2 separate regions of the Mus musculus genome follow, and region 1 is linked to region 2. The links are chromatin contacts, called in public Hi-C maps. All regions are on one chromosome and are shown on one strand. Each heading gives the region's core, a stretch centred on a gene start, on an enhancer-like site or on the middle of the called end of the contact. The rest is flanking DNA. Distances are from core to core; before and after follow the strand shown.

What was found. Hi-C and Micro-C count contacts between places; a contact is called where the count stands out from the background.
Region 1: a contact with region 2 is called in a Hi-C map of the C2C12 cell line, with 3 times the contacts expected there. The contact joins two enhancer-like sites. A contact is called at or near these places in 2 of 15 datasets of contacts at CTCF or cohesin (large pre-B cells and pro-B cells), 3 of 484 Hi-C or Micro-C datasets (the C2C12 cell line, embryonic stem cells and pre-B cells) and 1 of 115 datasets of contacts at active chromatin or transcription factors (large pre-B cells).

What each region holds. Positions count from the first base shown.
Region 1 is chr11:45,530,206-45,532,905 of GRCm38.p6, forward strand. No RefSeq gene overlaps it. Among named protein-coding and RNA genes, the nearest start is that of Gm22284, 110 kb to the right of the region's middle. Within about 2 kb of position 1,341, at least 6 of the 459 cell types and tissues checked have an H3K27ac peak or open chromatin away from gene starts, as enhancers often do.
Region 2 is chr11:45,348,273-45,351,048 of GRCm38.p6, forward strand. No RefSeq gene overlaps it. Among named protein-coding and RNA genes, the nearest start is that of Gm12159, 230 kb to the left of the region's middle. Within about 2 kb of position 1,254, at least 6 of the 459 cell types and tissues checked have an H3K27ac peak or open chromatin away from gene starts, as enhancers often do.

The DNA.
Region 1 (2,700 bases), core at 91-2,590, 180 kb after region 2:
AAGATTAAAAGTGCCACAATAGTGCAGTCATGAGATCCACTGCAGCTGTCTATATTGAACCTGTACAAGACTGAGCCCATCCATACTCATTTTGTTTAAGATTTATTTATTTATTTATTTATTTATTTATTTATTTATTATGTTATATGAGTACATTGTAGCTGTCTTCGGACACACCTAAAGAGTGCATCAAATCCCATTACAGATGGTTGTGAGCCACTATGTGGTTGCTGGGAATTGAAATCAGAACATCCGGAAGAGCAGTCAGTGCTCTTAACCACTGAGGCATCTCTCCAGCCCCATACTCAATCATTAATGGGAAAGGACTTATAGGGTTATGGGGACCTGCATCTCCGAGCTGAACTACTGGTTACTGATGGATGCCCAGGAGATGGATAGTCACTGGTTTCTGTTGTGTACCCACCGTTGAGCTCATCAGAGGCCATGGGAGAATGCTGCCTACTGACTTGCTCCCAGTGGCTTGCTCCATTTAGGTTTTAGAGAACCCAGGACCACCTACATGTGGATAGTACAACCCCACAGTGGACTGAACCCTCTTCCATCAAGAAAATGCCTCACGGACTTGTCTACAGAACAGTCTTATGGAGGCATTTCTCAATCTCTTTCCAGGTGACCCTTGCCTGCATCAAGTTAACAAAAAATGTAACCAGCCCAGGCAGAGATAGGATTCAAGGGTAGACGCACTGCCACTAAGCCGGAGCACCTGTAGTTATATATCCCAAGGACATACATGGTGAAAAGTTAGAAGTTGTCCTCTGAGGTCTGTACACATAAAGTACATTCATACATGTAATGACATACATGTAATTGTTTTTAAAGGCAATGAAGAAGGGGGAGCCATAGACTTGAAAAGATCTATAACATTTAAAAATCATATACACGAGCAAGACTAGAGGATGAGGTAATGTCCACAGCTGATAAAGCCATAGACCAGTGTAAGACGCGGGTCATTAAAAAGTAGTTATTTTCAGAGAAGGGGACTTGTTACAGTTGGGACAGACAGAGTTACATGTGCAGGCAGCTGTTCCACTTCTTCATTTGTGGAGTGACTGTAATGTTATTTACTATCTACCAATTCAACAAGCTGCACACTGGCTTTGTTTTTCTAGATGTCTAATTTCAGGGATGTGTGTTGAAAACTTTAATTACGGTGATAATTCACTTGCTTTGCGCATGAAGTTACTGTTCGGACACGACTAAGATGCAGTCCCCTAAGCAAAGGCCTACGTTTCCTTCCCTTTTTGAAAGAACTGGGATATCATAACTAGCGCCTGTCCATGGTTCCTTGATTAGACACACAGCAGAACCCACTGAAGCCTCACTGAAAGGTCTGTGACTTGGTTAAGAGAAAAGGCAAACACTCCACATACTACACCATGATGCACTTCCTCCATGATGCCTCTCCCTGCCAGGGAGAGGCTTCAAGTCTCCAGTCCCAGGATGGGAAGCTTACTGCTTTATGTTCCCCAGTTTTATAGTCCAGGCTCTTCTGTTTGTATTTCTTATACTCTTTGGAAATGTCATACATGTATCCAATATATCTACCTCCCACTCCTTCCCTGCAACTCCCCTTGGCCTTCCCTCAACACAACTTCTTCGAAATTTTAGGTCCGTCTGTCTGTCTTTTCCTCTCTCTCTCTCTCTCTCTCTCTCTCTCTCTAACTAGTTCTGCCCATATGTGTGAGCAGCCTACCCATGGCTACAACCCCAAAGAAAGTTGACTCTCCCTCCCCCTGAATGTATCAGCAGCCAGCCATCTGCCCCTCGGCTGAGAATGGGGCCTCAGGAGCCCTCCCTGCCTCATTGCTCCACACTGGATTAACTGACTTAACCGTGCTCTTTTCCAGGGTCTGGCACCAACCAGCCTTCCCACCTTCCCCATTCCCTGCTTCTCAGATACTTCACTCCACCTAGCTGCTCTACTTTGGGACTTCAATTTTCTGTCCGTCTTTTCCTTACTTCCCTCTTCATGGCTCCTCTACTCAATTTTCCCCTTTCCTTTGCCTCAGTACTACTTCAGTTATCCTTTAAGATACAGCTCTGTCCCCACACTCTAAAGTAATGCTTTCTTAGTCAGCCCCATTTTCCTTTATGTGCATTTCAAGATTGTCCAATACCACTATTAGACACTTGGTGTATCTCACTTGTAAGAGCATTTATTATTATTATTTTTTTTAGGGTCATCTGCCAATTTGTTTTGTATTAAGTCTGAGGCTATAACTGGTCCATTGTACATTTTTAAAGAATGCCGTCTGTGATGCTTTTTAGATGGGTAGTGGATAAGTGACTGGGTGAGTGGGGTGGATAGGTAGCTGAACTGGTAGTGGGTAGGCGTGTATGAACAGGTGAATGGACAGATTGGTGGATGGATAGATGGAAGAGTGGATGGGTGGATGGATAGATAGGTGGGTGGGTGAGCAGGGTGGACAGGTGGGTACATAGGTAGATAAACTGGTAGCCGAGTGGATAGGTGAATGTATGAATAGATGGATGGATGGATGGATGGATGGATGGATGGATGGATGGATGGATGGATAGGTGGGTGAGTGGGTGGGTAGGTAGGTGGTTAGACACATGGATAGGTTGCTGGATGGATAAATGGATGAATGGATGGTTAGAAGGGTGGATGGGTAGATGGATAGGTGGGTGGTCAGTAGATGATTTGAAGAACAAACCGAA
Region 2 (2,776 bases), core at 4-2,503:
CCTATGCTATGTATCTGCCCAAAGCTTAGACCATGTACTTGGAGAGCATATCCTCTTGGTTGCTATCTCCCACCCCCATCCCTTGATAGGTGATCCTGACTCTTACACAGCCAAAGAGAGTAAAGCATCTTGAGAGTGTGGACTCTGCATTCACACTGCTTATGATCCACGTGGCATTGGCAAATTAGAGAACCTCTCTCAGTTCTAATGTTTCCATGTGCAGAAGACCTATGTGGACAGTACCCATCTCCTGTGACTGTTAAGAGAAATAGGGCAAACACTCATAGCAATCACTATTAGTCACGGCTGTTCTTTGACTGGAAATCTCTTCTGCCTTTCTGGATTTTAATCTGTTTTCTTATTCAGAACAAATACCACTTCAATTCATCATCAAAAAATGCTATTTAAAAGATAGGAAACAAATATGATCTCAGTTTAACCAAGAAGGGGATAAGAAAGACATAAGAGGAGGAAGGGGAGGGGAGGGGAGGGGAGGGGAGGGGAGGGGAGGGGAGGGGAGGGGAGGGGAGGGGGGAGGGGAGGGGAGGGAAGGGAAGGGAAGGGAAGGGAAGGGAAGGGAAGGGAAGGGAAGAGAAGGGAAGGGAAGGAAGCCTCTAAGGTGACTCATGAACATTCTTCAATTCTACAGTGTTGAGAGTCAGACCTTTCCTTGGTTATAAGGCACCCTATGGCAGCATCCAAACTCTCTTTTACAGACATATTGTTTAAGCCTCACTTCATCTTCACAGGAAAATTCCTGAGTTTCCCTGCAGATTTCAGGACCAGTCAGGGGAAGGATGTGAGATGAGAATATCCAAGGAGGAGAGTGAGCATTCAGAGAGGGAAAGGTCTGATCCCTTCTCCACTGGCCTTCCCACCCCGCTTCTTAGACTCCAAATCTGCTTTTAAACAAGCTAGAGTCCAACAGAAGCCCCTCCTAACACTTCCCTTCTTAGATCTCATAGCATCTTATCATCCCTTGACCGTGGATAGGGAGGCAACCCTTAGACAAGGTTTACCCACGTTTCTGCAAAATACATGTGTTGGACATGACAGCAGAACACATCAACACTTCCTTATGAACTGGAACAGGAGCATCTATGTTGCTTGTTGGTTACACAGTCAGGTGCTACCATCCTCACATTGGCATTGATTTGGTGGTGGAGACTACAAAGGACCATAGACATAGAAGGAAGTATGTGTTTGTGGGAGGGGAAGACACCTGCTAGAGTCTGAAATAATCAGCTTTCTGGCAGGGAGCCAGACCATAAAGCCCTCTTTCTAGAAAGCTGTTTCAGAGACCTAGCAGAAGGACCAGCTGGGTTGAGTGGGGTGGGCACTTTTTGCTTTGTTCACTACCTGGAAAGTGAGCCACACTCTTCTATTTGCCTCCCATCTCTGTCCTTCTTTCTTTCTGTTCTCTCCCCAGCCTACCCTCTTCAATTTCATGTTAATTCAGAGAGTCAAAGGGGACTGAAAAGTAATCTTTGCTTCTGCCACACAAGTGACAACTCAGAAGGGACCATAGCTCCCACCGAGGCACGTGCTTTAGGGCCTGAAAACAAAGGAAAGTGTTCTCACGAGCACTCAGAGGTTAGGTCATGCGGATAGAGCAATGTGATTAAATCTTGATAGATTTTTGTTTTAGGTCTTGTTTGCCTGGTTACAAAGAGTGCCGTTGGCAATCCCTACTTAATCAGAATCTTGATGAGCATACTGTCCCTCCCAGGACTAAGACACCAAGGAAGAGTCTCAGGCTTCCTCCTAGCCCATTCCCCATGGTTGCTACATCCCTGTCACTTCATGGAGGCCTACTCTGGGAAATAGCTTTTTCATTATTCCACCAATTTTATGATAATTCTGATTTCAATTTGGAAATTATAAAAATAAAGACCCTAGCCCCACCCAGCCCCAGAGGGCACCATTCAGAGTTGATAATTGTTAAATTTATTCCATAACTTTGTGGGGATCTATCACTCTTCTATTAATAATTTAATCAACTTTTTCTACTTTTACAATAGAAAAACAATGATCCCCAAATGGAAGCAATTTGCCCAAGGTTATATGACTGGTTTATAGGTCCCAAGCAGATTCACAGTTTTCAGAACTGGAGATGCATGCAATGAGATAGTCTGAAGAGAGGACATGTTTGTTGGATGTTTCTGCTGGGTCTTGAGACTCCAGGTACTGATGATGGTAGCATGAAGAGGGGCATCTGTTACTATTGCTGATATCTATCATCATGATCCAAAACAGTAGGCAAATGCTGATAGCCCAGGATTGAATAGCACAGAGTTCCCCAAAGACAAATCAAATGGTAGAAGTCATGGTGATATGAGGTTAGCTTCAGAGATGCTGCAGTTATAAAAAAGAAAGAGAACAGAAGATCAAAGCAATGGTATCTCCCAGTTTAATGTAAGCAAGTAGAGAGGATGATGAAAAGAAAAATCAAAATATTGGATTTTAGATGAGCAAAGAGATACATACCTGCAACAGCAGCACTTAGGAGGCTAGAGCTAGAGGGTAATGAGTTCAAAGTCTGCCTGGGTACATAGCTCAATAAAATGAGCATCAAAAACCCTTCGAATTTGGTTCTATGACCAATTTACAGGACAGTCTTGACCCCTTCTCTTAATCTCTCTGGCCCTTGGTTTTTAGTTCGCTTAAGCATTCTCAAGTAAACCTATTCTATTTTTTTGTGTACAGTAAGAATCAAATGCTTGCTGGCTAACAAGATGGATCCAGGTAAAGGTTGTGGGGTGTTCACTTTATAGAG